4 separate regions of the Mus musculus genome follow, and regions 1, 2 and 3 are each linked to region 4. The links are chromatin contacts, called in public promoter capture Hi-C maps. All regions are on one chromosome and are shown on one strand. Each heading gives the region's core, a stretch centred on a gene start, on an enhancer-like site or on the middle of the called end of the contact. The rest is flanking DNA. Distances are from core to core; before and after follow the strand shown. Region 1 holds the start of Eif2s1 (eukaryotic translation initiation factor 2, subunit 1 alpha). Region 2 holds the start of Plek2 (pleckstrin 2). Region 3 holds the start of Pigh (phosphatidylinositol glycan anchor biosynthesis, class H). Region 4 holds the start of Rab15 (RAB15, member RAS oncogene family).

The links. Promoter capture Hi-C pulls out the DNA fragments that hold promoters and counts their contacts.
Region 1: a promoter capture Hi-C map of embryonic stem cells shows a contact between it and region 4, with 3 times the contacts expected there. The contact joins the promoter of Eif2s1 here to the promoter of Rab15 in region 4. A contact is called at or near these places in 4 of 39 promoter capture datasets (cranial neural crest, embryonic stem cells, liver and 1 more) and 1 of 115 datasets of contacts at active chromatin or transcription factors (astrocytes).
Region 2: a promoter capture Hi-C map of cranial neural crest shows a contact between it and region 4. The contact joins the promoter of Plek2 here to the promoter of Rab15 in region 4. A contact is called at or near these places in 1 of 39 promoter capture datasets (cranial neural crest), 1 of 484 Hi-C or Micro-C datasets (pro-B cells) and 1 of 115 datasets of contacts at active chromatin or transcription factors (astrocytes).
Region 3: a promoter capture Hi-C map of liver shows a contact between it and region 4, with 4 times the contacts expected there. The contact joins the promoter of Pigh here to the promoter of Rab15 in region 4. A contact is called at or near these places in 5 of 39 promoter capture datasets (embryonic stem cells, hippocampal neurons, liver and 1 more) and 2 of 115 datasets of contacts at active chromatin or transcription factors (astrocytes and large pre-B cells).

The regions. Positions count from the first base shown.
Region 1 is chr12:78,860,695-78,863,394 of GRCm38.p6, forward strand. It overlaps Eif2s1 (eukaryotic translation initiation factor 2, subunit 1 alpha), which reads left to right and starts at 1,378. Exons shown (of 8, transcript NM_026114.3): 1 at 1,378-1,486. Atp6v1d (ATPase, H+ transporting, lysosomal V1 subunit D) reads right to left here and starts at 944. Exons shown (of 9, transcript NM_023721.2): 1 at 725-944. The coding sequence starts at 765.
Region 2 is chr12:78,905,509-78,908,208 of GRCm38.p6, forward strand. Plek2 (pleckstrin 2) reads right to left here and starts at 1,430. Exons shown (of 9, transcript NM_013738.3): 1 at 1,383-1,430. The coding sequence starts at 1,424.
Region 3 is chr12:79,088,271-79,090,970 of GRCm38.p6, forward strand. It overlaps Pigh (phosphatidylinositol glycan anchor biosynthesis, class H), which reads right to left and starts at 1,400. Exons shown (of 4, transcript NM_029988.2): 1 at 1,170-1,400. The coding sequence starts at 1,349. 9230116L04Rik (RIKEN cDNA 9230116L04 gene) reads right to left here. Exons shown (of 3, transcript NR_110486.1): 3 at 435-1,715.
Region 4 is chr12:76,821,205-76,823,904 of GRCm38.p6, forward strand. Rab15 (RAB15, member RAS oncogene family) reads right to left here and starts at 1,320. Exons shown (of 7, transcript NM_134050.5): 1 at 990-1,320. The coding sequence starts at 1,113. It overlaps Gm34988 (a long non-coding RNA gene), which reads left to right. Exons shown (of 2, transcript XR_381699.2): 2 at 1-696.

The DNA of each region.
Region 1 (2,700 bases), core at 128-2,627, 2.0 Mb after region 4:
GAGCACATCCCAAGCAAGGGTTCAAGGAACAATTTTCTGTGGACCTTCTATGCATTAAAAAGATGCCTCCTTCATCCAGGAGACAGCCCAAATAAATACCCGCGTGACAGTGTCATGAGTGACACTTGCTAGACGTAAAGAGTGCAGTCATCACAGGGCTATAGGAATACCTCAGAAATGCAGGGATATCTTCCCACAGCAAATAACACTTGACGGGATCCAAGACTGAAACCTACAGCTGCGAGAGGGTGACACATTCAATGTCACTTTGGCTGAGGGGCCTTCTAGCTGCTTCCCTGTCACATAACTTCCCGTCTGGGAGCTTTGGTCAGACCTCAGCGTCTACATCTCAATCCTCAGCAATGATGAGCCCTGGGAGGTAGAGATGGCGCCGACGGCTCAGTTATGTAAACTCCGTGTGTGGCTCAAAGGGTGTGCGGAATGAGTGAGTAAAGGCATCGACCTCCAAAAGCTGCCAGCAGGTGAACCCCCTTTTCCTGTGGACTGGAACCACTTTCTCCGGCCTCTTCTCTCAGAAACAGCAGGGGAGGGGAGCGTTGGAAAGAAACCTCGCTCGGAACTCAGAGGAAACGAAGACCCTGGGGAAAGCTCAAGGAGCGACCCAGAAACCAAGGAACCTTGCTGGTGGCCAAGGGTACGCAGGAATGCGCGCCGGGAAGATGTGCCTGAACACGGTTGTCGCTTGTCCTAGTCTTTAACTTACATTCGCGAAGGGAAGATTTCAATCCGGTCTTTGCCCGACATCCTGACGGTGACTCGGCTCGGGCCCCCCGGCGAGACAATCGGGACCGCAACACCTCCAGAACCGGTTACCCCAGTGCCCGCCTCCACGGGAGTCAGCTGACCGGGTCACTTGACAACTGCGTTGCTAAGAGGCAACCAGGAAACCGGTTCCCACTTCCGGTTCCTGTTGGGCGAGGACTGAGGGAGGGGGAGGAGACGGAATGCCCGGATGTGGAAGCGCGCACAGTCCGGAATTCCGGGTCTCTCCACCGCCCCTCCCTCCGGCGAGTCGCCGGCACCCAGCACGCTCTGAGGGATGGGTCAGGAGAGGATCACGCTCCTCCTCTTCCTCGGCTTTCCGCCATTCGTCACAGCGCCCTCTCTTGGTTGACTAAAACTTAAAGCGATCATCCTGGAGCAAGAAACAGAAACTTACCTCTCCTTTAAACCTAGCAAGTTCCCTCCGCAAAAAAATCTATAAATACCAGGGGCAGTGACTCTTCAGCTCGTCCCTTGGTTCACACCGCCCATATTAGGAGGACCAAGACTCTATGGTTAGTGGCAACGAAGGATCCTTTTCTGTCGGCGCCTGCGCAGTGAGAGGTGGCTCCGCATGCGCGCTGGGTTGGGCGAAGCGCACGCTGAGGAGCTTCGGCGTCCGGGGTTGGTGTTCCGAGTCTCCTCGTTGCCACTAAGCAGCACGGCGTGGGACCCTACTTCGGGATTCACACATCCACTTCAGGTGACCGGCCCCGCAGCTTGCTCTCCCCGAGGATTCGCCTTGGTTTTGTCCAGTGCGGCTAGGCCCCGGGCTACCCCCCCTTTCCCGTTCTTGCGCGGGAAGTGTCTGGACCCCGTCGCCACCGCCCGCTGGTGATTTCCTGCGCCCTCTCGCCAGCCGGTGTCTGCTCCTGCGAGCCAGAAACGTGGCTGGACGGGCGGAGGAACCCCTGAAGGAACGTGGGCCAAGTAGATTTTTACAGCCTCCTTAAAGATGTCTTGTGGTGGGGAGGCCTCTGGAGAACCCTCGACTCCAGTCCCACTCCTAGTTCAAGACGATTGCTTTTACCGGACCGGAGAATTTGGGCTTTTTTTTTTTTTCTTTCTTTTATCCTTCTTTTCAGCCCCAAGATACTGCCAAAACTTTTCTCTCTGTGGAGACTGAACTTTTCGCCAAAGAAACAATAGGATAAACCACCATATTTAAGTTAAAAAAAAGTCCAAAATGGAACTATTAGTGTTGAGGTCGTTAAGTTTTCGCTCTAGCTGTGCATTTCTGTATGAGTGAATTCCTGGAATTTAAAATCAGCTGTTGAAGTTATTTGCCCTGTTTGGGTAACTGCGAAAATAAAACTGGAGTTTTGTAATTATGGACGCTGAAAGCGTAAAACTTTAGAGTTAAGTGTGTACTCGCATTGGGGCTCTTAAACACCCCCTTATATTTAGGATGCTTTAATTTCCACTAAGGAACAAACATTGTTTCTTGAAGAAAGGGTACATCAGAAAAGTCTTGATTTTTCTCCTCCTCAAGTTGTTGTTAAAGAGGTGGAGACCCTCGACAGTTCATCAAAAATGTCAGTTATGAAATTGTAGTGCTTTTTCTGTGCCTATGATGCCAGATGGTGGGCCCTGATTCTCAAAAGACTTAGTTGTACTAGTAAACTTTAGAGCTGAACAGCGTTTTCCCAGCGTGGTACATTTTATTTTGGAATGTTCATTGCCCATATCTGCTATGGTGACATGACAATGTACCGACTCTAGAAGTTAACAGGGGCAAAATACTAATAATGCAAGGTATTTGAAACTAGCTTTGAAGTGTGTTTTTGTTTGTTTACATCAGAACACATACAGTCTGTATGGCATTAACTACAGAAGTGGGATCCCTTGTGAGAGGTGTGAGGTACACATATCTTTAATCCCAGCACTGAAAATGCTTGAGGCCAGCCAGAGCTGCAC
Region 2 (2,700 bases), core at 180-2,679, 2.1 Mb after region 4:
GGCTAATGGGGCTGATGTAACCCAGTAAACCAATGAGGAGGACAGTTTTTTACCCTTCATCACCAAGCTTCCTGAGACTGTCAGCCCAGAACAGTAGCCAAAGGGCTCAGCCGCCAATACATATATATATGCATACATATACACACATATACATACATATGCATATACACATATACATATACATACACATACATATACATACATATACACACATATACACACATATACATGCATATATACTCATATACATACATATACACACATATACATACAAATACATGCATATATGTGTGTATACATATATACACATACACACATGTATATCTATATGCATACTATGCATGCTATTATACTAACATAAATATTCAGTATTGACATCAATGTTAAAGTAATTGTTTTAGAAGTTAGAGATCAAATCCAAGGTTTTCTGAATGCACCAAACTGTAAAAGTTCCTCTTTTAGGTTCTTTCGTTCATTTTCTACCTTGACCCTAGGCATCCTGGGAGTCCCACTGTCCCTGGTTGGACTCTTGCTTCTTCAACAAGGGTGATGAGGGAGGACTAAGGATGGAGTTCATGTCCTATCTAATACTCACCTACGCTAGACAAGCTATTTCGCCTTGCTGATGCTCAGTCTTGAGCAGAGAGAGAGAGAGAGAGAGAGAGAGAGAGAGAGAAGAGGGAGGGAGGGAGGGAGGGAAGGGTGGTGCCTTCTTTCCTTTCAAGCTGTAAATTGCACGGCATATCCATGGTGCCTTATATTTCAATATCATACTTAATTGAGACATGGCTGTGCATATGCATGGAGCACATACATTGGGTTGTCAATCATAGGCACGGCATGCAATGATCGCATAAGGGTAACTGGCAGCTCCATCACCTCAAACATTTATTAACGTTTCTTGGTGTTGGAAACATTTAAAATCCCCTTAGCTACGTGAGAATATACTCTTAACTGCGGTCAGCCACAGTTAACTCTCTACCACAGAAGGTCATTCCTACTTTCCAGCCGTACCTTTTAACTATGCTCTCTCCACCCTGCACCCACACCACTTTATGGTACTTTAATACAGTGTGGTGTGGTGTGTGTGTGTGTGTGTGTGTGTGTGTGTGTGTGTGTGTGTGTGTGGTGTGTTGCTGTGGACCAAATCCAGGGCCTTGAGTATGCTAACCATGGGTCCTGTCCCTGGCTTCGCCCTCAATTCCAGTAAATTGTTTTAAGAGATCCACCGGAGAGAGTAAGCCCTGAACCAAGCAGGACCAGCCTGTGCATGCCAGATCCGCTGGCCAGTGGGAGCACTTCGCCAGCTCGTCACCTTGTCCAACACTTGCTCGCCCCGCTGTCCCCACGGCCACGCGGGCGCGAGGCCAGAACACACTCACCCTCTTGACGAGGAAGCCTTCCTTGAGCACGCCGTCCTCCATGTCGCCAGTCCAGGTGAGCTGTCCCCGCGCTCCACCGCCGACGCCGCCCGCGCCCAGGAAGCCACTCCCTCCCGGAGACGCCCCCTGGCGCACATCCAGTGCCAGAGCCTCCCGCCCTGCGGGCAGGAAGTCTGGCCCGGTCGGGACTTCTGCTCCGACCTTCCCACGCCAGGTGCCCAGTGTGCCAACCCTACCCCGCACGGCCCGCGGTGATCGCCCAAGAACACGACCCTGGACCTCTGTCTATAGTTCTGAGCCTTTCCTGAGAGGCAGAGGAGTGTATAGAGCAAGTACGAGAATCTCAAGTTTAAGGTGACTGGCATAGTCTACAGAACACATTCTCACCTCAATGTGTACATCACACCATCCTCATCTCAAAAGCAAACAACCAAAAAGAATCAGATTTTAGCAATTCTGGGTGAGTTTAAAGAGCGTGCAAAATAATCGAGTCATCCGTGTAAGTCATATTGTAATACGATATTTTAAAATAAAAATTAACGCCTATGATGAAGAAAATATCCCGATAGAATCAACACAACGTTCTACCACATCATGTTGGCACCTGAAACAAGAAAACGACAGTGGTGCTGATCTGCATAGAATCCCTGATATCTTTGCTCAGCAGAGGGAACACCTGCTAGGCAGGACAAAGGCCCTGGGGTGTCTGGATTAGAGAGAGAGAGAGAACTGCCGGTAATGGAAAGACAGAGATGCCCTTCAGTCTGGCTCCCAGCACACCCTAGTGTCCCTATGCTGGGCTCTGCCCCACATGCCCCTGCGGTCTGTGACAAACATACATCTTCACCTGTAAAGCAAGAGATCTGGCAGTGTTGTGTTGCCAGGTAACAGCTTCCTAGATTTTAAATCCAAAGACAACAGAGGTTCCATTCTCTTTCCAATAGTGCTAGGTTTTATTTGCAATTATACCCCAACTCCAGGAGGCAAATAATGTGTTTTCCAGGAAACTGAAACTTGAAGCCATTGAAGTCACTCGGAACCATATCACACCAGGGCATTGGAAGAAATCGTGCTTCCGAATACCAGAAGGGCTCAAACCCAGAGTAGGAGAAGCTGGGAAAGTCAGATCCTATACCTGTCTACTCCTTTTAGGAGGCATGGACTGGGCCTTTTCTTTAGAAAACGGGTTCTTAAGTGGGTTCTCTGAAAGGGGGGAAGTTGGTTTTTTCTCCTGGTGGTGTTTCTCCCAGGAACAGCTAAGGCGCTTCCTTTGAGGGAAACCCCTGTCCCAGCCCACCCCGTCTGATTCACTGGACCT
Region 3 (2,700 bases), core at 150-2,649, 2.3 Mb after region 4:
CCCTAGTGCTGGGATTAAAGGTGTGCACCACCACACCAGCCCCTACTATTTATATTTATTTATTGTGCAGAGGTCAGAGGACAATTTTTTTGAATCCATTCTTCCCTCCCATCATGTGGGTTCTGGGGATTCGGCTTAGGTGGTCAGGTTTGGCATTAGGTGGTCAGGTTTGGCATTAGGTGGTCAGGTTTGGCAGTCGCTGCAGTCATCTGATGAGCCATTCATTCCCCAGACCCTCAGTGAGGGGACTTAACTTCATCTATGAAAATCTGTGCAAATTATGATGCTCTGCCACACACTTTGATAGCATAAATGTGATTGAACCAGGTATGATGACACACACCTTTGATCCTAACCCTAGGGAGGCAGAGGCAGGCTCCACATAGAGCCTTCCAGTCCAGACAAAGTAAGAATAATAATAATAGCAAAAGAATAGAAAAAAGCTAAGGGATGTTTTAATACAAACAATATGAAAATTGCAGAAATAAACAGTTCTGGTGTACTGGCTCTATTAAGATCACTCCTGGAATAATATATTCATTTTAGGGCTATACAGGGAGTTAAAACAGAACAGAACATCCTGAACAAAGGCCAATCGGATGACTCTTTTTGCTTGGGAACTGTCACAAAATAATAGCAGTTGACCTTCGCAATATTTTGAACCATTAATTTCAACTTAGAGATGTTAAAAATGAGGCTCGGGGGGAAAAAAGATTAGAAAGTCTGAAAACTGAGCATAGAAAACCCTCGTGTCTTAGACCTGGCAACACTTTAGAAAATGCACTTAAACTGGGGAAGGGTTGGGAGAGGGGATGGTAGTTGACCTGGCCTTGAGAAACAGATATTAGGTGGAGATTCTGTACTGCACAGTTGTGGAGGCAAAAACTTTTCTGTAATTCTGTCGCACGCCTGCTATCCGTTGGCTTTGGTACCCAGTAAGTGATGCGGGAGGATGCACTGAGTTCTCTGAGGAGGTTATGTTCCATGAATGAGCAGGGCAAGTAGGTCCACTGTGGTAGAACGTCCAGAAGCACAAACTTCTCGGGGAGGGAGGGCAGTCCTGCCGTGGAACGGCGACCCTGATCCAGGGAGTCCCCACCCTCCCGGACCCACGGGTCAGCCCCGAGACCTCTCCAAGCTGCCTGCGCCGGCCGAGCGCCCGCCTTTACCTCGCACAGGGTGAAGAGCCCGTAGGCCGCCAGCCACACCGCGCAGGTGACCGCGGTGAGCGAGCACAGCGACAGCCGAGCCGAGCTGAGGCCGAACTCGCGGCAGTACGGTGAGTAGTAGCGGCACCGCAGGGCTAGGCGGCCGCCGCAGATATCGGAGAAGCTCTTCTCGTCCTCCATGGCCGCACACACCTGAATGTCGCGCCGCTCTAGCCCACCCGGAGGCTCGAAGTCTCGTTGGCTCCCGACCATCCCGGAAGCGGCTGAGCCCTGCCTGTCCGCGCAGCCGTAGTCGCTCACTGAGAGCAGGGCTGGGACTTGCAGCAAGTTCTCCCAGTTTATCCTTAGCCCAAACTCCCCAGAACCGCGGCACCAGTTTTGGGCAGATTAAGATCTCTGTTCATTTGACTGACTCATTTATATTGTTACGCCAGAAAGACTCCCCCAAAATGGTCTGCAGGTGTAACCATTCATTCATTCATTCATTCATTTCCCTGCGAAGGGATTTTAGGTACTGAAGATTTCTGTCTCTACATAGCTTCTTTCCTAGTAGGAAAAAAAAAAAAAAATAGACGTAACTTAAGTAGTGTTATTGACAAAAATGTTCAGACTAGTAGAAGGTCTGGGCAGCTTTAAGTAAAGGTCTTAAAGGTCTTCGCCATTAAACCTACAAGGGCCACACTGTTCTGTGGGGAGTTGGGGTGGAGGTGGGGGTAGTCTCCAGAAAGAAGGACCAGGAAAAAACAAAGTTGGAGGCTGGAATGGGTTTCAGTCACAGGAATCAAAAAACTAGCAAGGCTAGGATGCATGGGAAGAGAAGGTAGGCTTTGAGTTGGGCAGATGGCTCAGCTGCTAAAGAGTATATTAATCCAAAAAAAAAAAAAAAACGAGAGGAGAAAGACCGCCACCCAAATCATCATGACCAAATTAATTAAAGCAAGCTTTAAAAATTCACATACACGGGCTGCCTCCTCCTGAGATGGGGTTCAGCTTTGGATGTGAAGGCAGGCTTTTATAGCTCAGGGATAGGAAGGTTTCCAAATGAGGGGTTTGTCTGTCAAAATATAGTTATAGGAGCAGCACACAAGCATAGCAAGTAAGTCCCTCTGGAACAGAGACACAAGGTTGCAAAGATGGGCCTAACAAGGTAGCTATATAACCCTTTGAAGCAAAGGTCAGGTTGCAAGATGACTATAAACAACTTTTTGAAACAAAGACGTGATTGCATTCTTGGAACAAGCAGTACAGAACCATTTGTAGTTAAGGTCACAGGTGGGGCATAGCTCAATCCTTGAAAAACAGGTTTACTCATAAACAAGAATGAACCTAGATTGTCTTCACTGTAAGATGACTTTCAAGCCTAATATGGAAGCAGGCTGGTTCTTCAAGTACTTATCACTAGGGAAAGGTAACTGGGGGAGCCACTAATAGATGCTGTTTGCCAACCATATATTTGCATGGATGGAGCACTACTGTGGCAGTGCACAGACAATCATACTTCTGATGATGTAATTATTTCCACTGTTTTGAA
Region 4 (2,700 bases), core at 70-2,569:
GTGTGTTGGGGGAGGAGTGTGAAGGGAGAAGAAGAAAGCCTTAAGAGGAAGCTCTCAAGGAGAGCTGGAGTCCTCCCCGAAGGCAGCAGGGCCTTCTAGGAGAGGATTCCTACTGGATGACCAGGTTGTCAGCAGGTTGTTTCTGTCAGGAGCCACGAGAAGGATCCTCCACAGCTGACCAAGTGTGGTACCCTGGTGTCAGATATGGGTGGAATCCCCTCAAGGCAGACGTCCTGGAAGAGAGGACCTTGCCTTGCCCATGAAGGAGAGACCACTGAGTCACTCTCAGAGTGGCCCTCAATGGCCTTGCCAGGGTACCAACCAGGCCTTTGTCCGGGTCTCATGTAGGGCCTGCCTACTTGCTGACCCTCTGCTCTGCATGGACATTTCCGATTTTCCCACCGTCCTTCAAACAGTCTCTGCCCACCCGTATCTTCCTTCTTGCACTGTGGTATCCCTGTCCTCCAGGCGTCCCACCTTGTGACTTTCCCTTCACTACTGAGTCTGCCTCTGTCCACTCCTATCCTGGCTCCACACCGACTCACCCTAAAACTAAGGGTACCTCAGTGACTTACTGCCTGGTCCTCATTTTGATTCCGTTCTCCTCCCTTCATTTGGAGCTGTGGGTATATCACTTCACTGGCTGTGAATCTCGCTGCCCTGTCTCAGGGCACTCTGGCCTACACCCGCCTGTTTTCTCATCTTGGATCTTGGATCGGAAGGCTCCCCTGCCAGAAGGCAGAACTCCCATCTTTAGACCATGACTGTAGGCAGCATATACCCCTCACCTGTAGGAACCCAGTCTCAGGGCCCCAGTGTGTGTGTGGGGGGGGGAGGAACCTCACACCCCTAGGTGTATGCACTCCCTATCCCTGGCCTCCCGCGCCACCGCCTCTACCTTAAGGGGCGCACAATCCCTTCCGGGCTGGGGATAAAGAAGCAACCACCGGGAGGGGAGAATAGGGCGCCCCTGGGCCACCGCCCCTTACCGATGGTGGAGATATGCGAGGAGTGGAACTCGTTGTCGGTGAAGCGGCACAGCAGGCATGTCTTGCCAACCCCGGAGTCCCCGATCAGCAGTAGCCGGAACAGCACATCGTACTGTTTCGCCATGGCAGGGACTCAAGGGGGCCCGAGGGCTGCGGGCGGCTGCGGGCTCAGCCCCGCTCAGCCTCTGCCATCGCGGCTGGAGCCAGCCCCAGGACGCCGCGGTGGCGAGAAGGAAGCGGCCCGGCCCCCGCGCTGGCCTCGCCCGCTCGCTCGCTGGCTCGCTGGCGCGGGGAAGCGCGGCTGCGGCGGGAGCGCGTCGCGGGGAAGCTCGCGCTGGCGGGAGGTGGGAGGGGACAGCTGCGGCTGCCGCCCCTGCCCGGCCCTCCGCCCGTCCCCTGCACCGCCGCTGCAGCGGGAGCGGGGGAGGGGAGCGTCGGGGTCCCCGCGGCCGCCCGGGGCGGGATCCCAGCTCTGCTCTCAAGCCCTGGGGTGCCCGGACCCGGGCAGGGTTCGGAAGGGATACGTCTGCATCTTTCCGCCGACGATCTGAGAGGCGGAGTTGGAATGAGCGCCCACCCAGCCCAGATCCCCAACCTTGACTTCCCGGTCCCATCTCTTCTCCTCGATCAAAGCCTGATCTTGATCACTCCACCCTACCTAGGTTGCCCCTTCAGCGGCCTGGCCCAGCTTATGAGTGGCAGGTCCACCTGGGCTCACCCCTAGTTGGAAGGCCTTCATCAGGGTCTGGATTGGACCGCCCTTCCCTTCACCAACACTCCGGTGTGTTGCGGAATTAACTGTCATTGCCATTTGGCCGCCCCACAACAGTGACTTATGTCATGCCCTCCCACCTCTTAAACCGGGAAAACACCCGCTGACCCATTCATTGTTCAGTTCTTCAGAGTAGACAGATAAATTATCATTAAAAATGAAATCCAAGTTGCAAAATTATTTGGAGGAGGTTCCTGTAAAGTTTTCTTTGGGTCTAGATTGCTAGGGTAGGTTCTCGGATTACCAAATATTTATTTCTGTATACAAATGGTACCCAAGAATGAATTGTCCTCTCTAGAGACCCAGTTTACTGCTGCCAAATGTGTTAGCACCAGAGAGGAAAATCAATCCTCTCTGGGGTTCAGAAAATTGCCTGCTCTTGAGAACTAGTATTAGGGGAGAGCAAGTCTAGTCTACTGGGTCTTTAAAAAGCAACGACTGTGTGAGTGTGTGGGAGTGCATGTGCACGTGTGTGTTCAAGCTAAATATTAGATGGAAAATGAATTTGTCAGTAGGAGAAATGGATCAAGGAAAATGATAAGCCTATTTATTGTCTTGAAATGAACTACATTTCAAGCAATGTGCCTAAATGAAGGGAAACCCCTAAACATGTTTGCTACTTTTATTTAAGGAACAGATCCTAGACTGGCCATTAAGATTCCCAGGTGTGAGACTGCTCAGAGGTTGGGAACAAGGGCTGCTCTTCCAGAGGTTCAGTTCTCAGTACAGTACCCATACAGCAGCTTAACTTGAGTTCTAGGGGTTCCGACATCTGCTTCTAGTCTCTGCAGGTGCCAGGCATGCATGCGATGCACAGATAGGCATGTATAAATGTGATAATTAATATATATGTGTATACACACACACACACACACACACACACAGAGGTGCATTTCTCTGCATTTGGTTTTTGCTGGGTTTCAAAGGCATGATGGGGGC